Linked DNA regions of Pan troglodytes: region 2 is linked to region 1. Evidence: chromatin contacts called from public Hi-C data. All regions are on one chromosome and are shown on one strand. The core of a region is the stretch at or near the end of the contact, and the rest is flanking DNA. Distances in the headings are between cores, read along the strand shown. Region 1 overlaps C1H1orf52 (chromosome 1 C1orf52 homolog). Region 2 overlaps MCOLN2 (mucolipin TRP cation channel 2).

Region 1 (4,388 bases), core at 1,136-3,635:
TCTCTTAAAACAAAACATCACTCCCTGCATGACTGTTAAAAACGGGCTAAGTAGCCCTTGTATTGTGGGAAGATCAGAAATCTGTTTAACAAAAACGGCATACTTTCTTAAAAATAATGGTCCAAAACATTAGTTCAATTCAACAATTACTGAATACTTACAATGTACTCGATACAAACAAACACTTCAAATCCTGCTGTTTGAGGAACTCATCATAAAGCAGACAGACTTTTTAAAAAATCACATACAAGTGATGAGGGCAATCAACAGCATTAGCATAAACAAAGTACAAAGGAGCAAATAATTATTAGAGGTGATACCTAAGATTTCTTCTTTTGATTTGGATTTTGAAGGATGAATTAGTTTACTAGCCAGAGATAAGAAAGAACACTAAAGAATAAGGTGCAACGTATACTGAAAGGCAGGGAACCATACAATTCAGTTCTGGATTTCAAGATCTTCAAGTGCTAGAAAGGGGCCATTAAAAATGACTGTAGACAGGGAGAAAGGGCCTATTAATACAAGGCCTTGACTTTATCCCGTTGAAGGGTTTTAAGCAGGCAAGTTATATAATCATATACGACTTTTAGAAACTCAACACTAGTTGCAGTGAAGGATGGTACAGATTGGATAAGAGTGTGTAGGCAAAGATTACTGTGACAGTCCAAGTAAGAGACGAAATTATGCTATTATGAACTAAAGTAAAACAACTCAGTCATTATCTTCCTATTACTATGTAGTAATGCTCAGTTAAATTCATTTTGTCATACTAATTTTAGCTCTGAAGCACAACTGCTTTAATAGAAAATGAAGCCTTCGGCCGGGAGCGGTGGCTCACGCCTGTAAATCCCAACACTTTGGGAGGCCGAGGCAGGTGGATCACCTGAGGTCAGGAGTTCAAGACCAGCCTGACCAACATGGTGAAACCCCACCTCTACAAAAAAAAACAAAACAAAACTAGCCCGGCGTGGTGGCAGGCGCCTGCAATCCCAGCTACTTGGAGGCTGAGGCAGGATAATCGCTTGAACCTGGGAGGTGGAGGTCGCAGTGAGCTGAGATGGCGCCATTGCACTCCAGCCTGGGCAACAAGAGCGAAATCCTGTCTCAAAAAAAAAAAAAAAAGAAAGAAAAAAAAAAGAAAAAGAAGAAAAAAAAGAAAATTAAGCCTTCAGTACTTTGTAGCTACAGTCACAAGAAACCATGAATTGATTTGTGTTGTTCTAATAAGGCATCATAAATCAGACCACTGGATGAGATATCAGATATTTTACTTTAAAGCCTGAATAATTTATGATCTTTCACTAAAATACAGCAACTACTACTAGCTGAGCTATCAGAGACTTCATGTTAAAGCCAAATATGTATGATCTTTCTCAAAAGCAGAGCAGTAAGTATCCAAAGACCATCAAATTAGTTTGCCAATTCGCTAGATTTAATTTTCATTCATTAAATATCTCATTCTTTTTAAGCCCATCACGGGGATCAAAATAGACCACCATCGGATTCTGACTTTCCTTACCTGATTCCAACGTCTCCTCCCCTTCTGGTAGAAGCCTAGCTTTCTTAGCATTCTGTGGAGCATCATCACCATTGTCCTCATATATGTTAGACCATTTTATTGCCATGTCAAGCTCTGGAGGCGGAGGCTTCTTCTCAGTGGTGTAGGTCTCAGGAGGTGGTACATAATTTGACTTCCATATTTTGAATTCCTTTGGAGGCTGTTAAGCAAGCACATTAAGAAGCACTGTGACGAACCGAGGTTCCTACGATGGACGTGGGCACATGCAACTCCCTGCCGTTCGCTTATCGTTCACGCTGACTTTTTTTTTCTTTAAGGTTGAAAGACACATTTTTCCATCAAAATCACAATACTGTTAAGTGAAAAGCCAAAGGGTTCCCTATATGAATAAAGCTAATAACTTTTAGTTACCAAAGAAGAATCCAGTCTCAGAGATACTACGCCAAGGCTGACCCCTTCAGGAGGCTGCAGCAGACACTGTCTTGGAGGCAGCACCGCAGGCACTTCGGCGTCAAAGGGAAGGGGTCTCAGGGAGAAGCTGCAGCGGGGGGGGCGGGGGAGTCACCACTGTTAGTCCTCGCCGCGCGGGGTCGGGGCACCGAGCGCGGAGGTTTGGGTCTCCTCACAAGGGGCGGGGCTGCGGGTCCGGTCTAACACCCACCAGGCGGGGGGAGGGGGCCAGGTTTCCCAGGGCTTGAGGTGGGAGGGGGTGGTGCGGCATCCCGCGGGGGTGACTGCGTGTGGGGGAATGGACAGCAGGTCCCCAGCAGGGGGCTCAGGAGAAAGGGGGCGCAGGCCGGGGCCGAGACCGAGAAACGGGGTCGGGGACCTCACCTCCTCAGGCGCCTTGACGACGTGCCTCTCCCAGTCTATCTGTTTGTTGAGCGGATTGTAGAGAAAGGCCGGGCGAGTCACGCTCCTAAACAGCTCGTCAGGTCCCGGGAGCCGCTTCTCCGCCTTGTTCCTACAGCCGCCCGCCGACTTCGCCGGATCCGGGGTTCTGCGACTCGTCTCCTCCGGCTCGATGTTATCCTCCTCGTCCGAGGAGCCTGAGCTGCTGCTCCCGTATGCCGCGAAATAGCTCAGAGGGTCCTTCTCCTCCGCTGCCATGACGGCTGCGAGCGACAACCGAGCACTCCGCCGGAAGCCGGAAACCGGAAGCCACCCCAGGGCCCGCCCCGCGCGTGGCCCCGCCCCAACTCTTACAAATAAGCCTGCAGTCTGCGCCCGCTGGCGGTTGCGCCACGCTCCTGCTCCCCCTCGGAGGGGCTGAGGCTGGAGGCGGGCCCGGCACGTTCCCAAGCAGGGGCGGGGGCTGCTTTTGCTCATTTCTGAGGAACTCTGAGAAGAGACGAAGTTCTGAGCCAGGGATCCCAGCCAAACTTCCTGCATTCGATAGCATTTACCAAAGGCATAGAAGACCTAAGAATTTTGTCTTTTCGCTGTCACTCCACTTTAGCCCTTGCCCAGAGAGGGTAGGATTTTTTCCTGATCCACTGCATCTCGTCTTCCAAATAAAAATTACTCTCAGTGTGTTTCCCTAGGTTGTCATGGAAGACCTCTAGGGGTGGTGGACTTCCCAAGCCAAGAACCAAATCATTTCCTGCTTGACCTCATTCAAGTGCGCTCTGAATAGCTTTGACAAAACTCCTCTTGGATCATAGCCTACCACTCGGGTCGTCCAAACTCTCTGGCTTCTCATTGTCAGCCTCTTCTCTGTCTGCTTTGCTCCATATGGCCCTTAAATGTTGGTGTTTCCCAACATATTGTACTATCTTTCAGTGATGCTTCTAACATTTTAAAGGGCATTACAAAGTTGCAAGTCAGCCCATCCCTTTCCACCGCATTAACTACTTTATGCTATGATTCCCAAATCTGGGTGTCTAATACCAATCTTTCCACCCAAACTCTAGACCCGACCACCACCTGGATTACATTTTCCATATGGTATCCTTCTGGGGCCTCAAACACCCACCTATTGGAACCGTAATCTGTCTTTTCATATAATTTTTCTCTGCATTTTTGTTCCTTCTTTTGGTAAATGGTGTAACCATATGCCTAGTATTCAGGGAAACTAGAACTCTTTGACTCCTGGTGAACTAAATGGGAATGACACCCAAATGAAGTTGTTATCAGTGTATTTAGATTTCACTTAAGGATGCCTGCTCGTTTAGATGATACTCACACTCACACATAACTTGCCATTCCTCCCTGGAAGTAGGCTCCAGGGCAGAGTTATATAACTATCTTGTTCACTCCCTCTTTGCTGTGGTACGATGTCTATGAGCTCCTTGAGGGGAGGAGCTGGACTGTGCTTTGCTCATTTTTAGATTCCTACTACCCAGCGCAGTACTTGTCACAGAGCAGATGGTTAATAAATATTTTTGGATTATAATAATTTATGATGGTGTGGGTCTAGATAAGTGTTTCTCAAGTTTTCCCATCCAGGTTCCTATGTTGGCAGAGGAAAATGATGGTCTCAAAGTGCAAAGTTTGGGAGTCCCCAAAACCATCCTCACTCCTGACACCAATTTCAGGTTTTGCAAAGTTCAGACTGCCCTCAGGTTGGTTTGATAATTTACTAGAAGGACTCACAGAACTCACTGCAAGCCATTATACTCATGGTTACAGTTTATTACAGCAAAATAATACAGGCGGGGAGAAAAAACCAAACAGCCAAGGGAAGAGGCACACGGTGCAGAGTTCCACATTCAAAGCTTCCAGTTGTCCTCTCCTAGTGGAATTGTGAACAGTATGAACTTCTTGTGGCAGAGACACGTGACAGTATGCATGGAATACTGCCATCCAGAGAAACTCACCTGAGCCTTGTTGTCCAGAGTTTTTATTGGGGCTTGGCCATATAGGCACA
Region 2 (4,388 bases), core at 1,260-3,759, 320 kb before region 1:
GGTCTCTGGAGCCCGACAGCCTGGCTCTGAATCTCAGCTCTGTACTCAGAAGCTGTAGAGCCTTGAGGAAGTTGCTTAACCCCTGTGCCTCAGTTTCCTCCTCTGAAAAGTGGGTAGAATTAAAAAATACCTACATCATAGGGCTATTGTGAAAATTACGCAAGTTCATATACAAAGAGCCCATGAAACAGCCCCAGGAAAATAACAATAGCAAACACTTACAGTGGTTACTATTTTATCATTCAGTGTCCATCTTCCCCATCAAGTGACAGGCTCTCTGAAGCAGGGCCCATAGGTAGTTGCTACGGTTTGAGTTACTTGTCTCCTCCAAAACTCATTTGAAATTTAATCCCCAATGTGACAGTATTGAGAGGGAGGGCCTTTAAAAGGTGATTGGGTCATGAGGTCTCTGCCCTCATAAATGGATTAATCCACTCATAGATTTATGGGTTATCAAGGGAATGGCTCTAGTGGCTTTTTAAGAAGAGCAAGAGAGACTTGAGCTAGTATGCTCACCCCCCTTACCATGTGATGCCCTGCACTGCCTTGGGACTCCACAGAGACTCCCAACCAGCAAGAAGGTCCTCACCAGAAGTGGTGCTCCGACTTTGGACTTCTCAGTTTCCAGAACTGAAAGAATGCATTTCTTTTCTTTATAAATTAGCTAGTTTCAGGCATTCTGTTACAAGTAACAGAAAACGGACTAAGACAGTAGTGTTGAATACAGCACCTGTGCTTAGTATAATGCTTCAGTATACTTTCAAATTAATGAAGAGAATCAAGCAGAACATAAGACCACTGAATAATCTAAGTTAGAACTTATGTTGGTCTGAGCTAAGTTGCGGCAGAGTGAAAGAGGGCACAGAATCGTAAGAGATGGAGAGAGTCATGGCCTGGTCTCTAACTGGACTTGGGGAATAAGGAAGAAGGACAACCAAGAATGATTCCTGGTTCCCTGTCTTGGGCAAACTGAGTTTACTCTGGATATTCATGACAAGAGAAGACTATTCAGTGGCAGTTAAAGCCATGGGAGTGACGGCCCCTCAGAGAGACCACTGGGAAGGACAGCATCGGGGATGGGGAGCAATGTTTGAGAATTAGAAAAGGAGATGAGCTCAGGAATGGGATGGAGCAGAAAGGCCAGAGGAGAAGCAAACAGAACCAGGGACAGGCGACCCTCAGAGAACAGACTGCGGTCAGAGTCTTCCACAGCAACACCTCTGCAGAGACAGCATTGAAGAGAAATGCCAGAGTGTCTATGGACTTAGTAATGCAAAGATGTGGGTGACACTGGCGTGAGTGTCTGAGGGCAAAGCAGCTCCTACAATGGGTGGCGAGCAGAGACAGCCAGCTGGTAAATGCAACTCTCTGAGCAAATGATTTCATCTTACTAAGCTTCAGATGTCCCACCTACAAAATGGGGAGGGCAAGCGTACTGGTTCCTGAGGCTGCCATGAGAATCAGGTGGAAGAGTCTGTGTGAAGTGCTTGTTAGAGTAGTGTCCAGTGCCTAGCACTTACATTTACCCTTAGCCATTTACACTCAAGAAAGTTATCTTGAGGTATCATCTAATGGGTAGGTAAGAAAACAACTTAGCTCTATCATAATGCAAGATTTTTTTTCCCCTTGAATCCATGGAATGGGGCAGAGGAAACAGAGGCAGCTCTTGGGAAGATAAGACTGAAAATCTTATGAAATGCAAGGACAGCATCTAGTACCTTCCTTTCTGACATACAACTAGAACACAAATCTCTAAGACAGTTTGCGTTGGACCTTGTTTACAGATGGGAAAACAAGCAGGCTTAGAAACAGAAACCAGTCCTCCTAACAGAATCCAGTATAGGATTCTGTTTTTCTTTGAATGACTGAGAAGACTAGTTCTATGGTATGCTAAAAATATGTATTTTATGAACATCTTGGCCAGGCGCGGTGGCTCACACCTGTAATCCCAGCACTTTGGGAGGCCGAGGCGGGCAGATCATGAGGTCAGGAGTTCAAGACCAGCCTGGCCAATATGATGAAACTCTGTCTCTACTAAAAATACAAAAAATAGTCTGGCATGGTGGTGTGTGCTTGTAGTCCCAGCTACTTGAGAGGCTAAGGCAGAAGAATTGCTTGAACCCAGGAGGTGGAGGTTGCAGTGAGCCGAGATCGTGCCACTGCACTCCAGCCTGGGAGACAGAGCGAGACTCTGTCTCAAAAAGAAAGAAAGAAAGAAAAAGAAAACATCTATATCACCCATCACTGGGGAATCCCGCCAAGAAGGAGTCCCCCTAATTCCTCCCCAAGCCCCTCATCTCCAAATTCCTATATTTATGAAACCAAGTTAAATGAAGACATGGCACATTTAGAGAGGGGACTTCGGAGTCACAAAAGGCAGCATGAGGTTTGTATGTGAAAATGGACATTCACCTGCATTTGCTTCAATATGAGTAATGACAAAGGAGAGAGGAGCCTGGGGGTAAGCGTGTGGGCGTGAATGAGCCTCTGAACTGTTAGAAATAGTGTAAGTGTCCCACCAGATGTCGCCCTTATCCTTGTCCACTTCCCCCAAAGCCAAGGCAATCTCAATCCACCAGACAGCTTCATATAGGGGAAAAAGTCCATTTCCTAAGATGGTTTCCAAACATAAGTTTTTTAAGGCTTTCACATCACATCATCTTATTTTAAATTCACATTCTCCTAGTGATAGAACCTGGTTTCTTAAGACACAGCTCTAGGAGAATATGTAAATCTTAAAGAGCTTTTACCCAGTGGTCTAGGAGGCTTGTGTTTCTCCTCATTGGCCACAGGAGGGGGCTAGAGATACTCTCTTCTGAGCAGAAGCAAGGAAAACCCCTAACGTTGCAAGGAGCGCAGCAGGCGGAAGGAAAAACTCACTGTTCTGGAAATGCATTTGACTGACTAGCTTGGAAATTTCCATCATTTTGATCTTTATAATGATATTCCAAATCACATATTTGACAAAGGTTAGTTTCTTTTCACAGAAAATTGGCAACCTATACTTGGACTTAGATCTCTGCGTATCTGTAAGAGTGGTGTATGCTGGGGAATAGTAACCACTTTTTAACAGAAACTGAAACTATAATCGGAGGCTTAAGTCAGTGAAATTATTGAAACCAAAACTTCAATCGTCAGGACATATTATACATCTGAAAAGCAGCAGGCCACAAATCAAATATACTTTAAAACAAATATAAAACAGGAGCCACAGGTATTTTACATTTTATTTCATTCTGATAACCTGGTCAAAAGGAAAGTCATTTAAAAAAATTTGCAAAATAAAAAACACTGAGCATCCATCACTAACATCATCCCAATTCTTTACTGAGCAAACAGAACAGGTTCCATAGGTAGCCCATGATATTTTATTTTAATTTAATTTTTTAATTTATTTTACTTATTTTTGAGACAAAGTCTCACTCTGTTGCCCAGGCTGGAGTGCAGTGGCATGATCTCGGTTCACTGCAGCCTCTGCCTCTCAGGTTCAAGCAATTCTCCTGCCTCAGCCTCCCAAGTAGCTGGGATTACAGGTGCATGTGCCACCATGCCCGGCTAATTTTTGTGTTTTTAGTAGAGACGTGGTTTTGTCACGTTGACCAGGCTGATCTTGAACTCCTGACATCAAGTGATCCACCCGCGTAGGCCTCCCAAAGTGCTGGGATTACAGGTGTGAGCCACCGTGCTCAGCAGTAGCCCATTTTAAACATGTGGATTAAGAGATGTTTTTTGAGCAATGACTGAGTAAATGACTCAGCATTTGCAGCAGTTGCTGTCTGGGCTCTGAAGGCCCTGATCCTTCCCCACTGTCCAAGGCTCAGGTCAAAGCATACCTTCTCCAAGAATCATTTCTTTTCCTACTCTGGCCCACTCAAACTTATTACCTTTGCTTTTTTTCTCCTCATACTTTTTGTATGTATACCCTTATTTCTCTCCATAACACATCACAGATTTTATAAGCATGTCAGTCTCTCTCACTAAGGCATTTTCTTCCTTATCCCATAATGCCTAGCAATTAATATGTGCCAACTCTTGTGTTCAGTGCTTTGCTTTATATACTAATTCATTTAATATTCAATATCCTGGAAGGTAAGTTTAGGCTGAGTATGCCCTATCCAGAATGATTTGGGACCAAAAGTATTTCAGATTTCTTTTGATTTTGGAATACTTGCATTATACTTACAGGTTGAGCGTCCGAAATCCAAAAATTCAGAATCCAAAATGCTCCAATAAGCATTTCCTTTGAGCTTCAGTCATGTCAGTGCTCAAATGTTTCAAATTTTAGAGCATTTTGATTTCAGATTTTTCCGATTTGGGATGTTCAACCTATACTATTACTCTCATTTTACATAGAAAGATACTGAGACAGACAGGTTAAGTAACTTGTA

What was found. Hi-C and Micro-C count contacts between places; a contact is called where the count stands out from the background.
Region 2: a Hi-C map of a lymphoblastoid cell line shows a contact between it and region 1, with 5 times the contacts expected there. The contact joins two enhancer-like sites. A contact is called at or near these places in 4 of 7 Hi-C or Micro-C datasets (blood, induced pluripotent stem cells, a lymphoblastoid cell line and 1 more), 1 of 1 datasets of contacts at active chromatin or transcription factors (stem cell-derived excitatory neurons) and 1 of 1 other capture datasets (stem cell-derived neural stem cells).

Annotation. Positions count from the first base shown.
Region 1 is chr1:145,810,753-145,815,140 of NHGRI_mPanTro3-v2.0_pri, reverse strand. C1H1orf52 (chromosome 1 C1orf52 homolog) reads right to left here. Exons shown (of 3, transcript XM_001141272.8): 1 at 2,354-4,388; 2 at 1,520-1,718. The coding sequence starts at 2,911. Among named protein-coding and RNA genes, the nearest start is that of C1H1orf52, 5.4 kb to the right of the region's middle. Within about 2 kb of position 2,385, at least 16 of the 24 cell types and tissues checked have an H3K27ac peak or open chromatin away from gene starts, as enhancers often do. A contact at or near this core is called in a lymphoblastoid cell line, where this site is marked.
Region 2 is chr1:146,131,007-146,135,394 of NHGRI_mPanTro3-v2.0_pri, reverse strand. All of the region lies in intron 7 of MCOLN2 (mucolipin TRP cation channel 2), which reads right to left. Among named protein-coding and RNA genes, the nearest start is that of LPAR3, 51 kb to the left of the region's middle. Within about 2 kb of position 2,509, at least 4 of the 24 cell types and tissues checked have an H3K27ac peak or open chromatin away from gene starts, as enhancers often do. A contact at or near this core is called in a lymphoblastoid cell line, where this site is marked.